Linked DNA regions of Oryctolagus cuniculus: region 1 is linked to region 2. The links are chromatin contacts, called in public Micro-C maps. All regions are on one chromosome and are shown on one strand. Each heading gives the region's core, a stretch centred on a gene start, on an enhancer-like site or on the middle of the called end of the contact. The rest is flanking DNA. Distances are from core to core; before and after follow the strand shown.

The links. Hi-C and Micro-C count contacts between places; a contact is called where the count stands out from the background.
Region 1: a Micro-C map of ear pinna shows a contact between it and region 2, with 2.3 times the contacts expected there. The contact joins two enhancer-like sites. A contact is called at or near these places in 5 of 6 Hi-C or Micro-C datasets (ear pinna, embryonic fibroblasts, psoas muscle and 2 more).

The regions. Positions count from the first base shown.
Region 1 is chr1:197,614,304-197,620,843 of mOryCun1.1, reverse strand. No RefSeq gene overlaps it. Among named protein-coding and RNA genes, the nearest start is that of CNTFR, 4.2 kb to the right of the region's middle. Within about 2 kb of position 4,118, at least 2 of the 8 cell types and tissues checked have an H3K27ac peak or open chromatin away from gene starts, as enhancers often do. A contact at or near this core is called in ear pinna, where this site is marked.
Region 2 is chr1:197,580,920-197,587,249 of mOryCun1.1, reverse strand. It overlaps CNTFR (ciliary neurotrophic factor receptor), which reads left to right. Exons shown (of 10, transcript XM_070053561.1): 5 at 5,765-5,882; 6 at 6,049-6,215. Among named protein-coding and RNA genes, the nearest start is that of CNTFR, 29 kb to the left of the region's middle. Within about 2 kb of position 3,944, at least 2 of the 8 cell types and tissues checked have an H3K27ac peak or open chromatin away from gene starts, as enhancers often do. A contact at or near this core is called in ear pinna, where this site is marked.

The DNA.
Region 1 (6,540 bases), core at 2,869-5,368, 33 kb before region 2:
CTGCCTCTGGCTCTTCCGCCTCTGGGACCACCGTACTCTCACTGTCTTCTGGGATCCCCTCACCGTCCCTCTGTCTTTTAATGCCGGTTCCCAGCATTTCAGCTCCAGTCCTCCCCCTCCACCCTCGATTATCACATTCCCCTGCCAGATCCCTGGCCTATCTCATCATCTCCCGGCACCAACTTAACGCCCAGGGCAGTCTGGGACTCTGATGCACACCCAAGCTCCCACAGTTGGTGCTAGGCTCAGATAGAGAGCCCTGGGAACTTTCGAATGTTGCCTATACCCCTCCAGCCAGCCAGCCCTCGCTCTGTTGTCTGCAGATTTATTTCTCTTGCCACCTACCTTGCCCCAGCCTGGCCTTCATCTCACAAACCCTTCAGCTGCCAATGTGTCAAGCTCCTCCCCTCTCACCAGCTTGGTGAATGGACCATCATTTCCCAGCAGCTCACGCCAAAAACCTGGGAGCCTCCTATGCTTTTGTACATAATGTTCCCTTTGGGCCTGGCACACAGTAGGCACTTAATAAATGTCTGTTGAACTGAATGCTGCTCACTGCTGTCCCCAGAACTCCTCCCTCTGGTTCCCTGGAACTTGATGTCTTTTGCATTCATCCTCCAAATATCTGAGTTTTCTCCGTCTTCCCAATCCCCACTGTGGAGTTTCTGGGGGTGGGGGGAATTGGGGCCTGTTTTCTTCCTTTTCCCCTAACTCAGTGAATCACAGGCTAACCAGAAATAGACTCCTGGAGGTGAAGCAAGAGAACGAATCTTGGGACATGGCCCTCAGTCCGTCTTGGGAATCCTAACCCTGTTATCAGGAAGGAAGTCCTAGGACAACAGAGGCCAAGGTGAGACTCGGAGCTGGCACTGGGAGGGGACAACCCTCTGAGGACAGACGCCTCCTCCGTGAAGAACGGGGAGCGGGACCAGAGCCTGCTGGAGTGGGAAGGCGGGGAGGGACTTTGTGCTTCTAAGCAGGAATTAGTTTCACGCAAATTTTTGTAAAATGAAAAATCACATCTGTGATTTTGCAAGTCTGTGCCTCTGCTCTCCCTGTCAAACACACACACACACACACACACACACACACACAGTCTCCTCTCCATGAATTCCCCTGCCCTCCCTGTCCTCCTCCCCTTACCCTGGCTGGACCCCCTGCCCCTTCTCTGCCCACCTGGTTGCACCAGACCCTGGCCTCACCCAGGGGGAAGATCCTTGGGAGACAGCAGACACAGGACTGTGTGTCTAGGAGGCCTGTTCTCTGTGTCACACAAGGCTTCCTCCAGGGGTCATGGGAGCAGATGGAGCAGATGGAGTGAGCACCCAGCCTCTCTCCTCCAAGGCTCTGTCCTCTCTCCAGCCCCGCAGCCTCGGCCCAGGTCAGGCTGGAGGTCTCTCTCCCATGGGTCACAGGGATACCTCCTGCCTGGAGCCCCACCTCCAGCCTCAGCCTTCCTCTCAACCTCCACCTAGCAGCTCTTGTAATCTCACTCACACTCAGCCTTCCCAGCCTCCACGCCTTGGCACCAAAGACGTCTCAGGACACAGACTCAGAGCCACGCGGGCTGCCTCAGCCTGCCTTCCAGGTCTCTGCTTAGTCCCTGGCTGGTCGGATCTTCCGAGACCGCAGGACGTTCAGGCAGGCCCTCTCCCCTGCGACCTGGAGCTCAGCTCTGCTTCCCAGCTCACAGCAGCCCTATTTCCTTACTTGCATCGTTCATTCAATCAGCATTTCTTTACATCTATTGAACATGTTTGGAGCGCCTGTTCTGTGCCAGACTCGGCTTTAGGTGCCTGGAGATGGAAGCCGCAGGGCTGCACACATGGAGCTGCCAGGAGCGAGGGACATGAACATCACACTGACTGTTCTAAGCAACAAGGTGCTGGCAACAGAGAAGACACAGGGTGTCAGGCTCTATCCCCCCAGGAGACATTAAGGCTGTCACCTCTTGCCTGAGAGGGCTGGGACTTTCACGTGGACAAACTAGAAGTGTCTGTTTTGCTTGCAATCCATCACTCCTAGACTAGAGTGGTCACCCCATGAGGGCAGGAGACTTCTAAACTTTTTTTTTAGGCAAAAAGTAAGCAGTACACAAACTCAAATTTTAGTTTTGCCTGTTCTTGAGCTTTACATATATGAAATCACTCAGTATGTCCTCTTCTGGGTCTGGTGTTGTTGTTTTTCCTTTGCTCATCACTTTATCTGCTGTGTGTAGCTGTGGTTGGTTCTTTCCCATCGCTGTAACTGTACCACCATCTGTTTGTTTATTTGGGTTGTTTCCAGCTTGTGGATATTATGAGTAAAGCCACTTCGAGCACCGCTGGTGGGCATATTGGGTCGTTTCTTTGGGGGTATGTGCATTTGCTGGGCCACAGGGTCCATGGTAGACCCGGTCCCACAGCGCTCCCCGGTGGCTGCACCGACACACACAGCACTGGCAGCATGTTCAGTTCTAGCTGCTTCACAGTCTAGAGACTGGAGATCTCCGTCTGGGTCCCTGCTGCGCTTACATCAACACCAGGCATAGAGTAGGCGCTCAGCATTTATTCATTGGCTGACTTCCGGGTGGTGGGGCATGGGCGTTCTTCCCTGTCACTAACTCTGCTGTGTGACTCTGTGCAGGTGACCAGCTTCTCTGGGCTGTTTCCCTGCCTGTAGCATAAATGAAGAACCCTAGGGGATTTGCCTTCCAGTGCCAGCTGAGCACTGTGAAAGCTGGACACCTGTTCACTCATTCATTCATTCCACTTGCAGTGATTGAGAGTGATGGTTACTATGTGACAGGATGGTGAGGGCATGATCTGTGACATGCCATGGTCAGCATCCTTCAGGTCATCCAGGGCCAGAGGTCACTGCCCATCTTGTCCCCAAGGCATCCTCCTGCAGCCCGCTCCTCCTCCATCTGTCCAGCCCTGACCCCAGGGGGAGGGGGTCTGGACTGAGCCTGTGGATGGAAAATATGATTAATAATCAAAAAAACATCCAAGAGGAAGAGACCAGGAAAACAACTTGGGGAAGGCTCCTCGCCCAGGGGAGGGGGGCCGTGTCCTGGGCCTCGGGACAGCTCCGGCCGCCCTCCCGCCGCCCTTTCTGGGAAGCTGCCACAGGAGTGGGTAATTTTAGCCAAAAGTGGGGGAAAAAAAGAAAAAAGAAAAGAGAAGAAGCCATCCTCATTATTTGTGAGAAAAGATGCCCCTTCCCAGTATAAATTATGCTTCCTTGGGGGGCTTCCCTCTACCCTGCTGCCCCCTCTTCCTAGTGGTCTCCCTGCTCGGCCAGGCTGGGGGGCCCTGGAGACGCTGGACTGGGGGCAGAGGGGGGAATTTCAACATGAAATGTTTTGTTCATTAACAGAGAACACAGAGGGAAATTCCCTTTCAGCTCGGGCCTGGGCAGCCCGAAGCGGACACTCAATAGCTAGTGTGGAAAATCCAGCCTGGGCTGCAGAATGGGGTGGGGGCTTATTGGGGGAAGAGTCCGAAAAGTGCTCCCTCCCCGCCTCTCAGACTGCTGACTTGCTGGGGTTTCCTGAACCCCAGTCTTTCTTCCTTTCGGGGACTTGGTTCTCAGTGCCTCAGGTTGCCCTCAAACTTCCTTCTCAGCCAAACGGGGAACTGGGATGACACTGGAGTCCGACCTCACCCCTGAGGAGGACGCAATGCTATCAGAGATCAGAGGGAGGCCTGCAGCAGGAATGAAGGCCCCTCCATCCGAGGGGCCCGCCCTGGTGAGGCCGGAAGAAGAGGCAGTGCCCTGGAACGGGGGGGCACCTCCAGGTGGAATACTTGGGCTCCCCTGTCCCGGTGTCAGCCCTCCCCCATTCTCTACCTTTAGGGAATCTTTGCCCTTTTCCGGTGCCAGAGGTTAGAAGGGTCAGGGCACACACAGGCATGGGTCCAGGCGACGGAATTCCAGAGGGTCTACAGAAAGAGGGTGTCGTCCCTGGGTCCCACGTGCTGTCCCAGGACCATGCTGGGAGCTGTCTCAGGATCATCGAGGGTGGGGGGAGCTGGGCTGGACCCCGAGTCTGTGTGTGTAGGGGTAGGGGGGGCTCTGGGCTCCCCTCCCTGGCTCGGCCTGGGGCTGTGTTCGGATCGGGTTTCTCGGCGCCTGGAGCCTCTGCGAGGCCGAGCTGTTCCCGGGCCCCGGCCAAGCCGCCCCGGGCGCTGGCACTGCGCAAGGAAGCAGGGGGGTGAGGGGGAGCGAGGGGGGTTGCGAGGGCGTTTACGTAACCGCCTCCCGGAGCCCGCCCCGACCCGCCAAACCCCACTGTGATTGAGAGCGTGTGTGACTGCGTGCGCCCGTGTGACACGCGTTGTGCGCGCTGTGTGTCTGCGCGCGGTGCGTGAGTGTCCCGCCCTTCAGGGACCTGTAGCTCCCGGGCGCCGCAGCCGACCCTGAATCCCCCAGGCGCTGCAGTGGGATCCAATACACTCACATCACTCTGAGACGCGGTGTGTGATTTTCTGTGACCTCGTGCTTGGCCCTCATAAGTAAGACAGAGAGCTTGTGAGGGTACTTGTAACTGGAACTTTTTGAGAGTAAAAGCAAGGTAGACGTCAGCACCATTCCCAGTGGGGTGGGGACACACTTCATTGGGGGATAAGTCAGGGGGGAATGAGGGAGGCACCGTTGACACCTGGGTGTGTGTGTAGGGTGGAGGGGTTGCAAGAGCAGGTGGTCCAAGTTTAGGACACTCGCCAGGATGGAGGATCGAACCAGAAGTCCTGGCCACAGATGCCTCTTTCACGTGGGTGTAAAATTACAAAATCTCTGGTCTGGTTCTGTGGCATAGTAGGTTAAGCCTCGGCATGCAGCACCGCCTGCATCCCATATGGATGCTGGTTCGAGTCCCAGCTGCTCCACTTCCAGTCTGGCTTCTTGCTAATGGCCTGGGAAAGCAGTAGAAGGTGGCCCAAGTGCTTGGACCCCTGCACCCGCATGGGAGACCCGGAATAAGCTCCTGGCTCCGGTCTGGTGTTGCGGCCATTTGGGGAGTGAACCAGCAGATGGAAGATTTCTCTTTGTTTCCCTCTCTGTCTTTAACTCTGCCTCTCAAATAAATAAATAAATATAAATAAATCTTTTTTTTTTATTACAAAAACTCAAAGTCAAGGAGAACATCCCTCCTGTTTCCCAACCCCTTTTAGGATTACCGAAAGGATTCCTCATCACGAACGGGACACAGGCCGCGGCCTGGGGGTGCTGCTTCCTGCCACTCCCTTGTGGGAGTCGCCGACGGTGAAGACAGAGAAGGCATCGAAGGCATCGAAGGCAGTGAGGGGAGGGTGTCAGCGAAGCGGGGTTTGGCTCTAGGACGAGTGAGCCACGATGGAGAAGGGGGCTGGCGCCGGGCCGGGCAAGCCGGGAGTGGGGCGCCCACTAAAGCCGAAGAGGAGACAGGGCCAGATCCTGCAGGGTTTGAAGCCCAGCGGGAACCGCCCAACTTTGCACCCCAGGCGGTGGGGACACGCGGGAGGGTTCAACACCAAGGCTTGGGAAGCTCCGCGGCGAGAGTGTGGTTCGCGCATGGAGGCGGCAGGAGCGGAACCCCGCGGGTAGTCTGTTGCCCCAGCCCAGATGGAAGGAGAATCGTGGCTGAGTCAGGGGGCGGCGGTGTGAAGAGCACTGCACCCGGGTTTTTGGGTAGCTTGCTGAGGGCTCAGCTGGGAGCGGGAGCCAGAGCTGCGGCCGCAGCCTGTGGAAAAACGCACGTCCCACGCCTTCCGCCAGGTGTCGCTGCGGCCTCGGGGAAGCGCGAGAGGCGGCTGCGTCCCGCGCCAGGAGGCGCTCCCGGCTGACAGACCCCCAGACCCGGCGCGGCGTGCGCCTCCTCCTGCCACACACCGGCCTCCCTCATCCCACCACACACCGCCATATCAGCTTCCTGCACGCTGGGCCCTAGGCGTGGACCCCGCACCCCGCACCCGTTAACTGCGGCACTGCCGACGGCAGCCTCCGCGTCCCCGGGGACGAGGGGACGCTGGTCTCGCGTGGAGCGCCCTTCAACCTGGCAGAAAGAGGCTGAGCCTGGGGCACTGGGGCAATCGGAGCTCAAGTCAGCCTACCGAGACGCCGCCGATCTCGACGCCCGTCCGTCTAGCTTCCTGGCGGGGTGTGAGCGCCGGGTGTGTGTGGGGGGGCCCTAGAGCACCACACCTCGGCCAGGCCTAGCTTCGGCGCGGCGGAGGGGCCATCCCTGACGTCCCCACCCCCAGACTTCGTCGCACCGACTAGCTCTTGCTCCGCGCCCACCACTCTCATCCGGGTCCGCGGCCTGGAGAAAGGACGTCCACTGGGGGTGGCTGCGCGCAGGCCCTCAGGAGGGCACAAAAACAGTCTTTGCGTGCGTCCTTAAGCCCCAGCCGACCCTCTGTGAGCCGCAGCCCAGGCTGACCCTTGCCGGCTATACGGGGGGATTCCGTGGCCACGGAAGTGAAAGTGAAAAGCCCCGGCCGTGGCGGGAAGGAGGTTTTTCCTCTGCAGTGGGAGTCCCCGAGGCATTTGTTGGGAAAGGGCCCGGGCGCTCTAGGCAGC
Region 2 (6,330 bases), core at 2,695-5,194:
AGCTGGAGCTCCAGGATCCATGACGGATGGGGAGTGAGAGGACAGGAGTGGAGGAGGGAGGAGTCGAGGCCCCTGGAGGGTTCCATCGGTGGATGCATCAGGGAGAAAAGGGAAGGAACAGATACTGTGTTGTGTTTGGACAGTGTCTTCTTTTGTGCTTCCTTAGAGTCAGATCCCGAGATGAGAATTCACATGCAAGTAGTTTATCTGGCTGGTGGTGGAAACACCACCGGGAATGGGGAAGGGACACAGGAAAAGGAAGTTGGAGAGTGAGCTCTCCAGACGTTACCTCTGGGTGGCAGCGAGGGAACTCTGGGTGCAGGTGCAGAGCGTGCACCTCAAGAATTCCCCTGCCCGAGGGTGAGGGAACTGGATGTTTACCAGCTGGTGCCCCTCATTGGCCGAGCGATTCTCCTGGGATGAGGGGTGGAGGAACTTTAATTCCCCAGCACTTTTGGCCTGATGCCCCAGCAAGCAAAGCAGGCTTGGTGGCCAAAGAAAAGCTCTTAGGCAAATAACTGCAGAAGCTGGCAGTGAGCAGACAGAGGTGTGGGTGAGGGAGCTGCAGCTCCATGGACATCTGCTATGGGGTCGGGGTCCTTGGGGGACAACTGGGAGCTGACGGCCGGTAGCCAGTGGACCTGAGGGTCCGAGGCGCAGGGGGGCAGGCCTGTGCTAGCGCTGGGAATTTGGGGAGTTGTCAGCATGAAAGCCATGAGAGGCGGGGAGATGGCCAAGGGAGAGATGGTGGGGCAAGGAGCCAAGAGCACCCAGTGTTGAGCCCTGCAGGCCCTCAGTGGGTAAGGGGTGGATGGAGAGCAGCGAGCTGCCAAAAAAGAGATGGAGCCAGCGGGAAGGGCGAGGGAAGACCAGGTGAGTGTGATTTGGAGAAGTCAGAATGATAAGGTCATTGGCAGAAACGCCCACCAACCGTGAAAGCTCAGAAAAACAGTTCCGTTTCTTTTCTCCTGCGCCAAAGATTCAAGCACCTTTGGCCTCATCCCAAATGGTTGATTCACCCCATTGCCCAAAAATGGTTTCAGGCTCTGACCCAGCAGTGGGGCTGACAGAGGTATGAAAATATGTTTTGGTGGGTTTGTACCTTTTCCCCATTGGGCAGGCTTTCTGATGTATTAAAACTGGAGAGAGGCCGGCGCCGCGGCTCACTAGGCTAATCCTCCACCTTGCGGCGCCGGCACACCAGGTTCTAGTCCCAGTCGGGGCGCCAGATTCTGTCCCGGTTGCCCCTCTTCCAGGCCAGCTCTCTGCTGTGGCCAGGGAGTGCAGTGGAGGATGGTCCAAGTGCTTGGGTTCTGCACCTGCATGGGAGACCAGGATAAGCACCTGGCTCCTGCCATCGGATCAGTGCGGTGCGCCGGCCGCGGCAGCCATTGGAGGGTAAACCAACGGCAAAGGAAGACCTTTCTCTCTGTCTCTTTCTCTCACTAACCACTCTGCCTGTCAAAAAATTAAAAAACAAAACAAAACAAAACAAAAAAAAAACACCACTGGAGAGAGATGGCTTTCAAAGCGGTACGTTTTAGCTGCAAGGGTGGAGTGACCCCTGTTGGCCATCTTGAGAAATGCAGGACCAGCCCCGCAGAATCCTCCCTGGCAGCCTCAGGGTTGGTCTGAAGTGGAGCCCTTAGCCTAGCCCCTGGTAGGAAGCCCAAGGCCAGCTCAGCAGCAGTCACCCACACCCCTGCTCCCAGGGTGGATAAGGCTAGCAGAGAAGGCTGGGCCTTGGTGACCTGGGCTGCCATTCCTGAGACTTGATCTTGTTTGAGAGGTCCTACGGGAGGAATTTGGTCTTGAAGAAATGTCCCTAGCATGTGTCCTCAGGACATGCCCTGTGGTGACCAGAGCCCAGCCCTCTGCTCTCCAGTGCTCACCACTCCCCAGGCTCCGTCTGTTGAGAACTGGCCACGAATCGGCTGCAGCATTAGCATCAGGTGCTTATCTCTCATTGCCTTATTTCCTTCTGAAGACCTGGTCAAGGAACAGGGGATATTAATCTTGATTGTCTCCGTCACTTTCTATTAGTAACAAGAGACTGGGTTTGGCAACACTCGGTATCAAATTATCCTTCCTGCCAGCTCTCAGAGAACAGCACAGTTAGCCCTGATGAGTGGGTCATTCAAACCAAAAGTTACTCAATATCTACCCTGTGAGTGTGAGAGCTTTATGCTTCTGGTCCCCGAGAAGCCTGATCCTGAGAGGATCCTGGCGCGAGTCTCCTTCACTGGGCTGGGCTGCCTTGTCCGGCTCCACCTGCCTGCCCTCAGGTGGACACTCACAGGCAGAGCGCTGCGGACCCTCACGCCTGGGGCGGTCAGGGGACCGGGATCGCAGGGGTCCCTTTTAGTAGCATCCTTTTATGAACAGCATCATTCTGATTTTCAGCTAAAACAGAGACTTACGTTTCTTTTAAATGGACAATTTCTAGTCCAGTTTTAAACATTTTGTGATTGATCAGAACTCCAGACCCCCTGGTTCAGCACTGCTCTCCCCTCAGCCCTATTTGGCTAGGGAGGAAGGACTGGAGAGAGATTGAGAGCGAGAGTGGAAGAGTGAGCTGGGGTCCAAGATGTCTGGGAGGAAAAATCCTGCATGGGAGGCAGGAGGGGGCCACCAGGGAGTCCTGAAGTCAGGGTGGCCCCCAGGGGATGCCACAAGATAAGGTTGACACAGGCCATGGGCCTCGAATGCCCGGCAGGAGGAGGAGTATGGGTGGGGCGTGGGCAGGGCTGCAGCGGAAGGGTCACCCCGCCCTGCCCTGGCCTGATCTGGCCCGGCCCAGGGTGTGGGCAGCTTGCCCCTCCTCTCTGGGCCGGCGGGCAGGCCTCGTGCGTGCTGGGGGCTCCAGCCCAGGCGGGCTGGCGAGATGAGAGGAAAAACATGCGGTTTGGTGGGCTGGACATGGAAAAACAAGCCAATTAGGAAGAAAACAAACAAATCTCTGGCCAGCGGGGCACACGCACTCACGCACACGCGGCCCTGCGTGGGGCTCCAGGCCACCCTGCCCGCACAGTCCCTTGGGCCTCTCTGCAGCCCCCACGAGGGGCATCTAGGATTGTAGCGTGCGCCCAGGGAGCCAGGGTGTGATACACACGCCCACCGGCACTTGCTCCAGCGCCCCCCTAATGAGCTCCCGCGCGGTGTTTGTCTCATGCCCCAGTACCTTCCCACACCCACCGTTTGAGAAAGGCTCTTGGCTTCTGCTCGGCCATGCCCCCCGCGTCTCATGCATCACAGACCTTCCACACGCGATGGCGCCTTCACACGCACTGTCTCAGGACCTCGGCCACACGCCTCACACATACAGACAGCGCGGGGACGGGAAGCCTCGCCCAAGTCACGTGCGGTCACCCCGGCCCACGCAGCCTCCGGCTGTCCAGGCGCACGGCTGCCCGGAGCACACAGCTGCACACGAGGCCTCTCGGTCACATACGCGCACACACACACAGCCTCCCAATCGCAGTTTCTCTCCCAGCTCGCAACACGCTCACAGCACGCCTCCCGATCCCACACTGTCCCACGATCTCACACTTGGTCTCCCAGCACCCCCACCTCCGCCCACCCGGCCCCTCAGCTGGGCTCCAGCTGCAGCAAGTCACTCCTTTGCTTCCTTGTCTTTGTTTTTCTTTCCTCCTTTTCCTCTGAGAAACCTGGTCCCTGTCAGGAAACCCAAGCCTTCCCCACTCAGGGCCCAGGGCCAGGCAGGAGTAGCCAGATGATCGACAGAGCCCCCACCCGGCCCCCTGGCTCCCCTGACCTGCCCAGTCAGAGGGGGGAGCGGCTCTGGGGTGGGGGGGGGGCTTGCGGGGAGGCTGGAATGGAGGAGGCTGGGGAGGAGACCGGTCAGCGGGCAGGCCAGCTAGGGGAGGGGGCCTGGGAGTCCAGTGCCATGGCCCGCTCTGCCCTCCCAGGAGTCCCAGGCAGCAGGGAGCTGACTCTGCAGGCTTCAGTCCCTGCCCCGCCCCACCCCCCCCAGCGCCCTTCTCCTTTGAAGCTGGGGGCGGGGGGGGGGGGGAGTGGCAGGAGGGGGAGTGGAGGCTTCTCAGCCGACCTCGGAATGTCCTTTCCTCCTGGGGCAGCTGCCAACTCTGGCCTGGCCCGCAGGCCCCCAGAAGGCACTTCCTGTGTCCTTGGCCGCCCCCCACTCCACCCTGATGCAGAGCTGTGCACCCATGGGCAGAGAGGGAAGGGACGCTGAAGGCACAGGGGATGGCCACGGGGCCGGGAAGGCCGACGACAGCGGGCAGAATGCAGGCTGGCCTCTGCAGGGTCTCGGCTGGGCGCCGGCCCTCCCCTGCGGCTCAGGGAGCAGAGCTGAATCTGCCCATGGCATCGCCCGTTCCCCGACCGTGCTGGAGCGCAGCCACCTCACGTCTTCTGCTGCAAAGCAGATCTGGGTCCTGGGCATTCTGCCCCAGGCCCCTCCACAGCCTCCTACGGGATGTGGACACACACAGTCACACGGAGCCACTCAGAGTCACGTGTGCACTGTGGCTAGGAGCCCGTGGTCCCCTGTGTGTCACCATGGCCACTGTACAAGCACAGACATGCACTCCCCTACACTGTCTCTGGCTTACTGAGCTACCCCCTCCCACTTCCTGTCCACCTGTCAGGCAGAGGGCGGGGGCCAGGACGAGGGAGGGAGGAGGCATAGGAGGGAGGTGTCAGTGTCCCTGGAGCCCTGGACGGACATTCCTTGCCTGGGTCAGATCACAGAAACTGCCTCCTTCCAGGAACCTGAGCCGCCTGTCCTCACGCCTTACCCAATGCTTGGGGGTGAGACAGCTGGGTCAAGTGCTCACAGCAGCAAAGAATGTGGTTAGACAGCAGAAAGGACTTCCCAAGTGTGCACACGTGGTCATGTGGGTGGATAACCCCATCCTGGGGTTTAGTCCTAACTCTGCCATGCTGTGTGACACCAGGCAGACCCCATCCCTCTCTGGGTCTTCCTATTCCAGAGTTAAGGCAGCTGCTGGCCAGGTAAAAGGCTTCTTAGAAGGGTCCGTGATAGGGGCTGGGGCAGGGGTGAGGGCCACACCAAGAGAACAGGAGCTTCCTTCCAACAGGCACTTGGATACACACAGTCACACACGGGCTTGCGCTAGAGCTAGGCACAGATCACACTCCCACGCAGAAGTGTCTGTATAGCCCCAGCCACTCACCCAAGTCGCACGCAGGTGTGCATGAAACATATACATATACTCACGCCTGCAGGCACGCAAGTGCAAACGCGCGCAGGCAGCTGCCTGGTGCTGCTGTCCTGTGTAGCCACCAGCCCCACCCCGTGTCTCCCAGTTTCTCCTGAGAGGAAGGCAGGGCGCCTCGTCTTCAGGAAGTGCACCCCGATCACCCCAGCAACCAGACGGGCCTCTTGCTCAGCCTCCCGCGGTGGGGTGGACACAACGTGGCAGGAGCTTTGGGGCCGGGGCCGATCCCCCAGACATCGCCTCCGTCCTGTGATTGATGAGCTGAGGCGTGCAGCCCCCTGCCCCCCACAGTTCCTGCCTCCATTGAGCAGGTGGGGGGGCTCCCTCTCTGCACAGCCCTTGTTTTTCTTTAATTAAACATCTGGCTCTCTGTGGCCTGGGAAGCCTCAGGCCCTCGCTGACAGCCCCCACCCCCCCACCTTTGGCATCGATGATGGGTTGAGGAGGGAGAGCTGGGGCTTGGGGCCCACCTGTCCCCACACCAGTGCAGGAGGCTGGGGGCGCCAACACTGCCCTGACCGTGCCCTCCTCACCCCTAGTGCCGCCGCGGGAGCCCGTGCTCAGCTGCCGCTCCAACACTTACCCCAAGGGCTTCTACTGCAGCTGGCATCTGCCCACCCCCACATACATCCCCAACACCTTCAACGTGACCGTGCTGTGAGTAGCTGCGTCTGTGACCTGCTTCTGACCCTGACCTCTGACCTCACCCCTCCCCCGCATTCCCGGAGTCCACACCCAGCCCAACCTTGGGCTTGACCTTCTCCCAACCTCTATCCCACATGACCCTTGTTGGTAATGGCACCTGGGCCCCACCCTGCCCCAGGCACGGCTCCAAAATTATGGTCTGCGAGAAGGACCCAGCCCTCAAGAACCGCTGCCACATCCGCTACATGCACCTGTTCTCCACCATCAAGTACAAGGTCTCCATAAGTGTCAGCAATGCCCTGGGCCACAACGCCACGGCAATCACCTTTGACGAGTTCACCATTGGTGCGTATGGAGTGTGTCTGTCGGGGGGGGTGCAGCATTCTCCCGTGGGTGCGTGTAAGGGGAACGTGTGCATGGGGACATGTTCACGTGATTGCACATGTATACCTAGCACATA